Linked DNA regions of Danio rerio: regions 1, 3 and 4 are each linked to region 2. A link is a contact called in public Hi-C and HiCAR-type data. All regions are on one chromosome and are shown on one strand. The core of a region is the stretch at or near the end of the contact, and the rest is flanking DNA. Distances in the headings are between cores, read along the strand shown. Region 1 holds the start of wu:fj13e08. Region 2 holds the start of rps24 (ribosomal protein S24). Region 3 overlaps zmiz1a (zinc finger, MIZ-type containing 1a). Region 4 holds the start of ppifa (peptidylprolyl isomerase Fa).

What was found. Hi-C and Micro-C count contacts between places; a contact is called where the count stands out from the background. HiCAR-type assays count read pairs that join an accessible place to other places.
Region 1: a contact with region 2 is called in a Hi-C map of hematopoietic stem cells, with 3 times the contacts expected there. The contact joins the promoter of wu:fj13e08 here to the promoter of rps24 in region 2. A contact is called at or near these places in 4 of 18 Hi-C or Micro-C datasets (caudal fin, embryo, hematopoietic stem cells and 1 more) and 2 of 4 datasets of contacts at active chromatin or transcription factors (caudal fin and embryo).
Region 3: a HiCAR-type map of caudal fin shows a contact between it and region 2, with 6 times the contacts expected there. The contact joins the enhancer-like site here to the promoter of rps24 in region 2. A contact is called at or near these places in 7 of 18 Hi-C or Micro-C datasets (caudal fin, embryo, hematopoietic stem cells and 1 more) and 2 of 4 datasets of contacts at active chromatin or transcription factors (caudal fin and embryo).
Region 4: a HiCAR-type map of caudal fin shows a contact between it and region 2, with 6 times the contacts expected there. The contact joins the promoter of ppifa here to the promoter of rps24 in region 2. A contact is called at or near these places in 3 of 18 Hi-C or Micro-C datasets (caudal fin, embryo and fibroblasts) and 2 of 4 datasets of contacts at active chromatin or transcription factors (caudal fin and embryo).

The regions. Positions count from the first base shown.
Region 1 is chr13:34,047,178-34,050,201 of GRCz12tu, reverse strand. It overlaps wu:fj13e08, which reads left to right and starts at 1,417. Exons shown (of 2, transcript XM_002664185.7): 1 at 1,417-1,485; 2 at 1,730-3,024. The coding sequence starts at 1,817. The coding sequence ends at 2,782. It overlaps paox (polyamine oxidase), which reads left to right. Exons shown (of 7, transcript NM_001328052.1): 7 at 1-107.
Region 2 is chr13:33,619,902-33,622,956 of GRCz12tu, reverse strand. It overlaps rps24 (ribosomal protein S24), which reads right to left and starts at 1,429. Exons shown (of 5, transcript NM_001012316.1): 1 at 1,394-1,429; 2 at 685-750; 3 at 369-578. The coding sequence starts at 1,396. LOC141377021 (a long non-coding RNA gene) reads left to right here and starts at 1,507. Exons shown (of 3, transcript XR_012388777.1): 1 at 1,507-1,564.
Region 3 is chr13:33,942,975-33,945,739 of GRCz12tu, reverse strand. It overlaps zmiz1a (zinc finger, MIZ-type containing 1a), which reads right to left. Exons shown (of 22, transcript NM_001113339.1): 5 at 1-126. Among named protein-coding and RNA genes, the nearest start is that of ppifa, 22 kb to the left of the region's middle. Within about 2 kb of position 1,384, at least 25 of the 62 cell types and tissues checked have an H3K27ac peak or open chromatin away from gene starts, as enhancers often do. A contact at or near this core is called in caudal fin, where this site is marked.
Region 4 is chr13:33,965,100-33,967,929 of GRCz12tu, reverse strand. ppifa (peptidylprolyl isomerase Fa) reads right to left here and starts at 1,557. Exons shown (of 6, transcript NM_001004626.1): 1 at 1,323-1,557; 2 at 967-997; 3 at 701-789; 4 at 516-612. The coding sequence starts at 1,463.

The DNA.
Region 1 (3,024 bases), core at 168-2,667, 430 kb before region 2:
TTAACTTTTGCAACAAATGAGGCCTTATTTTTGTGTTACCAAATGCTAGTTGTTGTTTCTGTGATCTGAAAATAATTTATATATATTAAACATATTTTCTCATAATACTTTTTGTGTGTTTGTTTAAATTTTCTCAATTGTCTTGTGTTAAAAACGTAATCAGTACAATATAATTGTTTATCATAAATATTTAAACTTACTGCAATATATTCATACATAATAATAGAAGATAGTGTTTGGGTTATAAATAATTGAAAATTGATTGTAACCAGAATTAAACTGTAAATGTTAAACAGACATTCAAATAGTTTTTATTTGTATATTTAATGGCACAAACTATTGTGCAGAACGAATGTACGGTCACATTTTAGTGTATGCAGCTTTGCATTGTTATTTATCATGAGTAAAATAAGTAATAGATTTAAGTGAATTTTTTAAAGTGAAACTAGTTTCAAGAGGATTGTGTTTATGATTGACCACAGCTGGTCCTGCATTAGCTACTGCATTATCCACCAATCAAATGATTCATAGCTCACTATAAATAACAAAGTTTCTTACTTCAGTCATTTTCTTGAAGAATCCCCCCTTCCACCCCTACTTCTCCTTTTTTCCTGATAGGGTGACATGGCGGTCCAGTGGTTAGTACTGTTGCCTCACATCAAGAATGTCACTGGTTCAAGTCCCTAGAGTTTACATGTTCTCCCCATGTGACATAGGTGAAATGATCAAATCAAATTAGTACCATAGACAAACTCTTAATCAGCAGTATATCTCCATATAGCAATCCCTAATTTGTCATTAACCATAAATAAGCTGGGGAGTTCTTGAGACCTACCTGAGCTTTAATTCCCCCCTCGCTCTGGAAACTAGAGAGAGAACCATGGGCATGGGACAGCATGCCTAACAGGAAAACTGGAAGTAAAAACTGTTCTTGACTATTATATATTTATTGCCTTGTATTTAAAATTCCATGAAATATGGACCACTGTACACAAAGTACAATTATATTTATTTAAAAATTAAGTAATGTAACAATTTTTCATAGATGTTACCCAGTGATAGGTTGCAGCTGGAAGGGCATACGCTGCATAAAACATATGCTGAATAAGTTGGCAGTTCATTCCGCTGTGGCGACTCCAGAATATTCAAGGGACTATGCCGAAAAGAAAATTAATGAACGAATGAACAATTTTTCTGCATTTGCTTTGTAGTTTGCATAAACCACTGTACATATATTATAATTACTTTATAATATGGATATTTTAACCCACACAAAACATATTTATCATAGCTTAAACGGTATAGGTATAAAACGTATGCCTACTTATTATTGTTCTCCATCCCGCGCAGTAGAGGGCGGTGTGCCCAAAAGTCACTGCTTCTTTGTTACAAAAGCCACCGAAGAAGAATCACGTCACGATGGAAACCTCTCTTCATCTTTTAGCAAGACAACATCACAAGTTCTTTTCAGATTTCAAGTGAACGGTGAGTGGACTGTCATAAGCCTGCAAGTGCAGCGTATATTTATTACTTATCTATTAAACAATCTTAAACTAAATGTAAGAAGGTCATTTTTGGTCGTGAAGTGTTTATTTAGCACGGACGCGTTTGATGGATATTATAGTTTTAAGTAACGTTAAGTGACTAAAGACATGTCATTATGAGTACTGCTCACTAGTACCTTTTTAATATATATATATATATATAATATCTGCCTTTTCTGTCTTAGCACTGGTGGAACCATGGAAATGGGTCATGAAGAGCTTCTACAGCTGAATTAGAGCTTTGGCCATCAAAAGTCGAAGACTTGGTTATAATGGAGCAAGGTTTGCCATCTCCAAAAGCAGCCTCACTGCAACTTATGATGACAGGATGCTTAAAAAGTGAAAACAATAGTACATTCACATCGCAAACCAACTCCATGGAGCCAGAGATAGAAGTCAAACTGGAACCTGATCAAGATTCTTCATCTCTTGACTTTAACGAACCAGAAATGTTTCCTCATTCTCCTGGAGTTATTAAAGAGGAAAATGTGGATTTTGGCATGCAAATCTTACCAACAGGCCTAATACCTCCAGTTGAAATGGAGGAAGACTCTGAAATCAAAACGAACAAAGCTGATTTAAGCAAGAAATGCACTGGCAAGCAGAAAACGACAAGAAAACGAAAAGGAAGTGATGCACCAAGCCATTCAATGAGATGTTCCACAGAGCAGTGTAAAACAACCAATCAAATTATTCCAACTAAAATGAATTCTGATGTGTCGGGTGAAGAAATCACTTATGTGATAATACAAGAAAACACCACACAAAATCCAAAGAAACCAGGTTCCGGCAAAACGTCCTGCAAAGAAGAGCGGTTTATGTGTGAAACCTGTGGAAAAGGATTTCAGCGGTCTGATCTGCTCACGGATCACAGGAAAATCCACAGGAGACAGAAACCATATGCTTGTGAGCATTGCGGGATGAAGTTTGCCAAGCCGTCTTATTTGAAAATCCACTTGCGTAGACACGCCGGTGACCGGCCAATCACATGTGACCAGTGTGACAAGAGGTTTTTCGACACCTATGACTTAAAGGTGCACCAGAGAGATCACACTGGAGAAAGACCTTATATATGCTCGGAGTGCGGGAAGGGCTTTAAACGCATTTACATTCTTAACAAACATAAACTGACCCACTCAAAGGAGAGACCCTTCCAGTGCTCTGTGTGTGGTAAAGCTTACAGATATGGCTACAGTTACAGGTTGCATATGAAAGAGCATCTTGAAGAGGGTCCATGATGTGTGGTAGCATATTTATTAACTATACATTCTCATTCCTTTCTTAAGGGAAGAATATATCCACGTGTATTGTAAAATCTGTTTTAGAGCTTGAGTAGGCTTTTTAAATGAAAACTTTCCTCTATGCTTTTAATGGTGGTTTAAATGAAGGATCCTCAGTGATCAATTGTTCCACTCTGAAAGAGTTATGTGGTTGATTAATGTAGTTTTCAATTGATTTAGTATATGGTATTCTTGCTTAT
Region 2 (3,055 bases), core at 180-2,679:
AACCAATGATTTTTTTAATAATGCTGAAAACCAGAAACCCCTGACTTCCATAGTATTAGTTTTACCTCTTACAGAAAACAATGTTACAGGGTTTAAGCTATCTTCAAAACAAATTTTGGGTTCATCAGAACAAAACTAAAAGGTTTGAAACATGTTAAGGGTGAGTTAATGGGTTTTAATTTATAGATAAACTCTCTCTTAAATGTTTGAAGAACTTGCTTTAGAAAGCAATTAAAACAGACAGAAAAAAAAAGAGAACTCACAAGTCTGTTTTCTCAGTCTAAGACAATGATGTGAAAGGTGGTACCTTAATACTTCAACTTTATATATTAATCATGCAGCACTATAAGCATCAGTGAATGGCATACCCTCTGCAGCCTGTATTTGGGCTCATTCTTCTTGGCGTAGTCCAAAGAATCGTAGATCATGCCGAACCCTGTTGTCTTGCCACCACCAAACTGTGTTTTGAAGCCAAAGACGAACACCACATCAGGGGTGGTTTTGTACATTTTTGCAAGCTTTTCCCTGATCTCTGTCTTAGGGACTGTTGCTTTGCCCGGATGCAGGACATCGACAATCTGAAAATATATATATATTTTTAAAAAAACATGAATGAGCAAATGCATCTTATTATACACATTTTGTCTTCAGTAAGCAAGGAAATCAAATTTGCAACCAACTTACCATTTGCTTCCTCTGAAGCAGCCGGTTTGTCATAAACTTTCTGGTCCTGACAGTGACTGTGTCGTTCTGCAAAGTGACATTAAAATCCGGATTAAACCATCTTTTAAATCTAGCAATAATAATAATGCAAATTAACAGAAACCCCCGAGCTAAACTTGCATGAGAGCTTTTCTCAAAGAACAAAGTTCGTATTTCTTGGCATGACAGCTTCATTTCTTACTCAAGACACTTTAAAGCAATATATCGTTACAAAAGAATCCAACAGAGTTAAGTTACTTGACGAACATCAGAATCGTTTTGCAAATATGAACTGATAACCATGTAGAAAACATCATAGCTTCGCGAGTATTAAACCATGGTTAGCAGTTTAGCCATGTTAGCTTCACAGGCTCGACACTAAATACAAGGGCCAAATTAAGTGCTAAGGTTTCACGTATTTATTACTTTATGTCCACGGACAAAAATATGTTCCCACTCACTAATATTGTTTTTCTTCATTGCCCGTGCACTGGATAAGAGTAACACGATGGTCCGAACTGGAAAACTATCATCTTTCGTTGTGGTAATAATCAGCACATCGTTCAAATGAAGCTACAAATTGGCCATAATATATGTTTATTGTGTTTTACGCTCGAAATGACACTATTACGTCGTCGGATGGTGAAGATTTAATCAGATTATTATATTCATTTTTCCCCACTCGACTCACCATCTTGGCGTCGGCTCGCTCAGGGACGAGGAAAAGGAAGAAGGACCCGTAGGTGCCCGAGAATATGCCTGAGCGCTGCTATAGTATATTGGGCAACTGCCTGACTGTAAAGCAATGCCAAGTTACAAAAACGGTTTATACATATTTTGGTTCTACACGTAAGATTTAAAGGTATGTTAGAAAAAAATTAATGATCGTAAAATATGTATTCGTAAATACATATACGTTATATATTACACGTAAATATGTGTAATAACCTGAAGACCAATACACGCACATACATTTTTACGACTGGTTAAAATGAAAATACTCTTATTTATAACTTGTTGTCAGTTACATGCTTTATGAAAATCTCGAACGATTTAGGAAACAGGTAGTATTGTTAGACGCTGTGAAAATTCAAATGTCTAAAGCTAACGTTAGGTGTCAGTCGCGAACACTTATTTCTGTTTATTTGCTATTTGCTTTTTACTTTTATGCAGGATGTAAATTTACACATTTACAGTATTAAACAATTTTAAATTATCGACAGAGACAGCGGAAACCAAAGAGACACGACAATGAGAACAGTGCAGTGTAGCATTTATTTAAAAGTATAGTGCGTTAATCATTGCAATATGCAAAAATAAAAACTGTATGGGTGGAGCATTTTATTTACACAGCAGAGACCTGGCATCAAATTATATACATTAGTTTATTATATTATAATCATCATAAATATAATACATTAATATAAATGCAATGTTTTTTTTTGTTTGTTTTTTTTTGCAGTACTGTCCATGTAAGGTTTTTCCACATAAAAATGTATACATATAGTTCAGAATGCAGAAAATTTGCTATTAAAAAAACCCTTGAAAATATTTTCCAGATTTTTCTAAAGAACACCAGGCAGTTCAAAATAAACAACACTCCAATCAACCATCTCTATGCAAAAAGAGTCTCATCCAGGTCACTTCCAGTATTAAAGAAACTATCATTCTGTCTGTTGTACTATATGTAAACATGCTTCATATGACATGTCTTTCTCAGGAGAGTATTAAAAATTAACATGCATGTCTCCTTTTTTGTTAAAATTCTTAACAATTCTGTAAAGGGTTGTAATGATTTAAAAGTTTAAAATAACTAGAAAGATGTTTTAAATTGTTAAAAACTGATAGTCAAGTATATATATATATATATATATATATATATATATATATATATATATATATATATATATATATATATATATATATATATATATATATATATATATATATATATATATATATATATATATATACAATCAGGTTTGATTGTAGTAATAATATTAGGGGAGAGCGGGACGAAAGTAACATTTTTCATTAATTTTCCTTCAGCTTATTTATTTATTCATCAGGGGTCGCCACAAAGGAATGAACGGCTAACTTATCCAGCATATGTTTTACACAGCGGATGGCCTTCCAGCTGCAACCTAGTACTGGAAAACATCCATACACTCTCCTTCACACACATACACTACGGTCAATTTAGCTTACCCAATTCATATTCATATAGCGCATGTCTTTGGACTGAGCTTGAAACTTGAAACTGGAGCACCCAGAGAAAACCCACACCAACAGGAGAACATGTAAACTCCACACAAAAATGCCAACTGACCCAGGCAGGACTCGAACCAGCATC
Region 3 (2,765 bases), core at 135-2,634, 320 kb before region 2:
GCGAGGGCTTCATGGAGTTCATGGGTGGCTGCAAGGGTACTTTGCCCTGGGGATCGCTCTGACGATTCTTCTGATGCCGCAACAAAAGCAGTCGTCCCAGCTCCTCGCACCAGGACGATAGGAGAGCTAGAGGAAGAAACAAACAGAGAGAACGGCAGATCAGCAAAGATCTTTGGCAAGGACACCATGCACATTTTAGCTTAACAGCAATCTTTCTCATTTTAGCTATTTAGCAGAAGTAAAACTCACTGACATGATGGGAAAGGTTGTTTCTAAACTGTTCTGATTTTTGTTGTCCACTGTGCTATTATGCAGCTGGAAGGCTATTCTATAGGTCTATCCTTTAATCTAAGAGACTGTTTACACGACCAAGTTTTTAGCAAAATATTCGAAACTTTTTATAGATTTTACCTGTTCATTTACATGACAATGATGTTATAGAGACTCAAAATGGGTCTCAAAAAAGACTTTTTTTTTGTTTTGAAAATGGCACCGTTGTGTCAGTGTAAACACCTGAAAATTAGAGTTTTTAAAAATGATAACAATGCGTGTGCATGGTTAATGTTTAGGTGTAGATCAAAGGCAAGCGAAAACAAAAAATAACGCTGGAATATGTGCTAGTGTTGTTGCTAAAGTGTTTGACTTTGGCAATACAAAGTATGGATTTACTTCACATTACAGCCGACAGCAGAGACACATCTAGCAAATATGGCAAATTCTACCTCACCCCCAACTGCACATCATTACCTACCTACAGGTACTGTTTACTAAGGAGACCGTGCCAAATACTGGCCTTTCCTATGTTATACAGAAGTTTTATTTGCTTTCACAATTATGTAAAGATATCGTTTTCAAAATGTTGTCATGTAAACGTGAAACAGGGGAAAAACTTTCCTGTTTTGGCTATAGAATTGCCGTGTAAACGAAGCATAAATCTATGGAATGTGGCATCTGTTTTAGTGTAAATCATAAAACTGATAGCTTTGCACAATCTCTTGCTTAAGTATAACAATTTGAGTTATCACTTATGTTTAAATGTTGGTATTTCTTAGGGTTAGCAGCTTGTTCAAATCTCTAACCCTCAATAAGCTGGAGGTTTGTCCCACTTTTGAAGTGTCTGGAGTTTAGCTCTAACCAGCACGGACGTTTCTACTTAGTCTAAAGATTTTGCCTGATCTGATTCACATGTGTTTAAATAGTATTACTTCACAATTGTGGCAATCCATAAACAGCTCACCCCTAATATAAACAATGGTGAGAAAGATGTCAAAAATATTGCAATGTTTTAATCAGTTCATATCTTCGCCACTAGAGGTCACTACTATTACAGTAGAAATGCACGAGTGCCTGGGATCGTCTTTAACAGCCTGTCATTATGCTTCTCATAGGATCATATGCTTTTGGTCTGCAGTGCACTTTGAGCAGCGATCCTACCACAGAAGAGCTGTCTTCCCCTGTCGTGAAGGCAGAATGACGAAGACGGGGAGAGAAAGAGCAAGAAATGGAAGATGAAAATCAGTGCTGAGGACAGTGAGTCATGCCGGGGATGTGTCCTGGCAGCACTTTACTCCTGTGAGGGGTGACAAAATGAGCCTCTCGCCATGGTGATGGAGTCGTTTCGGGATGGCAGCAGTTGGCACATAGCCAGATCCTGGTCTAATCGATTCTACACGCCGCATATGGCTGAAGTAGCGCTGCATTTAAGTGCTCTTCATACAAATGCCCCTCACACTTTGCAACTGACACTATTTAGATAGTCATTACTAGCTGAGTCATTGATGGCAAGAGTAAAATTTAGATTCACAATAATTAATTATCAAATAACTGTTGTGTGTTTTATAGACTAGCATTTTTGTAAGAAAATTTGATAGATTTTGTCATTGTAAATGGTCACTGTCATATTTTTTGACATGTATTAACCGTAACAAGCCATTTAATTAAAACAATGTAATGAAATTAAAATGAACAAAATAACTTTTTTAGGTTCCAAAAAATAATACTTAAAACCAGGTTATCCTGTCATGATATTCTTTTCTTTTAATACACTTTAATTTTATGCTAACAAGGTTCTTATATTTAACATCTTGTATTGACCTATTGCTAAAAACAAGGGGGAAATGAATTATGATAATAAAAGGCAAACACCCTGAGAACTATTTATTTTCTCTGAAAAGTTTTTATTTTAAATTTATAATATGTCAAATTGTAAAGTGGCATAATGTAATTATTAGCATTTAAATACATTTTTCTCTAATCAAATAATAAAATTCCTATATAAATATGCCTTGAAAAATTATATTACCATGTAATATAACATATTATACATGCTCCTGACAGCAATAAATAAAGCATGCTCCAGACTGCATACAGAAGACAAACAAAAGCCAGGGACTGTTTCAGTAGTGCTGCACCTCTAGTCTTACTTTGCCATCAAACAGATTCTGCAAGGGACCTTATAAAATATTCCCTTTCCCCTAAGACGCGTTCATACATAGAACAATGCCCCTCTTTCTTCTCTAAATCTACTTCACAGACAGTAGATGAGAAAAAAAATAACCTGCTCTGGCTATTTGAACAGAGAGGGTGGTGTCATGAGTCTCTCGGTTTCTCTCTCTTTCTGAGTCTGCTGCTGCAGAGAGACAGACGTCTGTCTTGGCTCTTTCCTCTCTAAATCGATCAGCCAGTAATGACTATGAAGACTGCTCAGCTGTCTCCAGCGCCTTTATTGCTGGGGGAATGTAAACGAGCACACACACACTCTCTTA
Region 4 (2,830 bases), core at 308-2,807, 340 kb before region 2:
TTATCAGCTGAACACCCCAACCTCACACCCAAAAAATTACTTTTGCACAGGAATGAATCAATGCAGGAATGCATAAATATATAAAGCAAACAAACTAAATGTTCCATACAGTGCCAGAAATTAACTTTTAACATTAAGAGGCAATATACAATTAATTCCAGGTGCATTTTCACATACATCAACAGCATTTATGTGGTCTTTTATGGCTGTATTTTAATTGTACCGATCATTTTAACCAACTACTAGAAACTGTTTATAACAAAAACAATTTAAAGCTGAACGTAAATTATAAATTTTTAACACAACAAAAAAATGTAAACCAAAAATGTATGACTATTTTTTGCATCTTAAAAAAAGTGTTTATATTTTTTTGTGCCATTTATGACACATGCCCCCATTTAATCCTGACCCTGAATGGATGGACGGACCGTATTATGGTCTTTTATTATTTATATAATACCCTTTATTATTGTGCCTGCTCATGGGAAGTAGTATACAATAGTGAGTGACATCACCTGCTCCAGTGTGTTTCAGCTTGAAATTCTCATCGTTAAATTTCTTTCCATATATAGACTTTCCACCAGTGCCATTGTGATTAGTGAAATCTCCACCCTGTCAACAGAACATCAGTCAATAAATGGCCTTGGGACCAAACTTTTTACACAAAAACAATAAAAAACTGTAGCAAAATAATAGTCACCTGACACATGAACTCTGGGATGATTCTGTGAAACACTGAACCTTTATATCCAAAACCATGCTCTCCTGTACACAGGGCGCGAAAGTTTGCTGAAAGACAAGAACCATCGTGTATTATTTGTTTATCCTTACGCATTGATGTTTAGTTGTTATATTATATACTTTTTTATTGTTTATTGAATATATTCAGTTGGTTGTATGTTTTGCAAGTTAGGGTTAGGTTCCACAGTATAGTCATTATATTGGATGAAATGCACGTGTTCTTACCAACAGTTTTGGGTACAACATCAGCGAAAAGCTGCAAATAAAATATGAAAACCGGTCTTTAGAATATTTGATGATTAATTAATAAAATAATACTACTAGCAAAAATATTGTAATTCTATACATTTAGTCGTATTTAACATTAAAATGACTGCTAAAAACGATATCATTTATCATGTTACTTTCTGTCATTGGAAGACATGGCAAGAAGAAATGTATTACTATTATAATAAACTAATAAAAAATGTACTTTGTGAATTGATATATTTGTATAATAAATCGACTTTTCGGTCTTTCTTCGTTCATTTATTCTTAGTTAACGTTACTTACAACAAGTATAATAATAAAGCACGACTTGCCTCAATAATAATTCTTCCAATGAACTCGCCGTCAGCTGCAATATCCATAAACACAACAGGGTTCTTTCCTGGTCCTGAAAGCAGCCTGCTCGCAGCGAGTGAGACAGAGCAATATTTCAAACGGCTTTTCATCTGTAACATTCTTGCTGTAGAGTTGAAAACCCATCAACAAATACATGAAAGAAAATAATCAGTGTTCAAGGTTATAACCGCGTTCACCATCGAGCTGTCAACTGTACACAAAAACACGTGACGTGTTCTTCTACGGTTAAAGGCATGAGGTCGTGTAAAACGGTCAAAATGAAGGCAACAGCGGCGCCACGTGGTGTGAGGAGTCAAAAAGAAATTATTTTCATAACTGTAAACAAAACTTGGATAGTCATTTTTTATTATTAAAGGCAAGTATGAAATCGCATTTTATCTAAAAATGATCGCCCCAGAGTTTATTATAGCTTTTTAACAGAGTTTTGTCTCGTCTATGAGCTTAGCAAGGCATCACGTTTGTTTAGGCATTATTTCGTCTTTTATCTCATTATTTATACTCTATAAATATAAGTCTTAATTTAGATGTATATCATAAAAGTCATAACGCCTAAACGTTTGAAACAACAAAAAAAAAAGGGAATTTGACTGTACTTAGGTTGTACCTGACTATAATTTGCCAATATTCGATTCAACCTTTTTTATTTGGACAAAGAAAATTTTCTACTTTTCTTAAAAGATGCGATTTGCTTTCACTCACACTAAAACAATGCTTAAAAACGTTTCCTGAACTTCTAGTCTATTTCGCATGTCAACCCTGCTGAAAAAAACAGCATTGAGTATGCTGGTAAGGTATATGTATTAAAGCTGGTGTGCTGGTCTGGTATGCTGCTTTTAATGCTGGTTCTGGTGGTCTCGATGCTGGTCTTGCTGGTCTCAATGCTGGGCAAAACCAGCATTGAAACCAGCAAGGCAGTATCAAAACATACCTTACCAGCATATGCTGTTTTTTTCACCAGGGAAATGTTATATCCTTCAACAAAAATGATCTACCAAATGAAATTCTAAGTCTTTTTAGTTTTTTTTCTTCTTTTTATTAACATAAATATTCACTCATGTCTCATTGGTTTACTTTTAAAAAAATTTTTTTTTACCTATTTTAATTTGAATTTGCGGATGTTCTTATTTTGTATTTTTTTAAAGAATTATGAAGAAAAATAAACTTTTTTGTAGCTTGAATATTTGGTAAACGTAGTATGTCTAGATTTAATTTACATTTCTCACTACTTGCAACACATTGCTCACATTTGCATACACCAATGGTAGCAAAGTAATTATTTAAATAGACAAAACTACTCAAGGCAGCCAATGTCTCAGAACAAATCTTAGTGAATCAATTCTAAAGTTTAAGTCCAACTTTCTACTACTTTATTTTTCCTCAATGTGTTCTCTTGAGGATGCCTTTTTATTAGTCTGCCAGTGGTTACCAAAGAGTTCTGCTTGCTTTGTCTGTGGTTGTTTTCTTG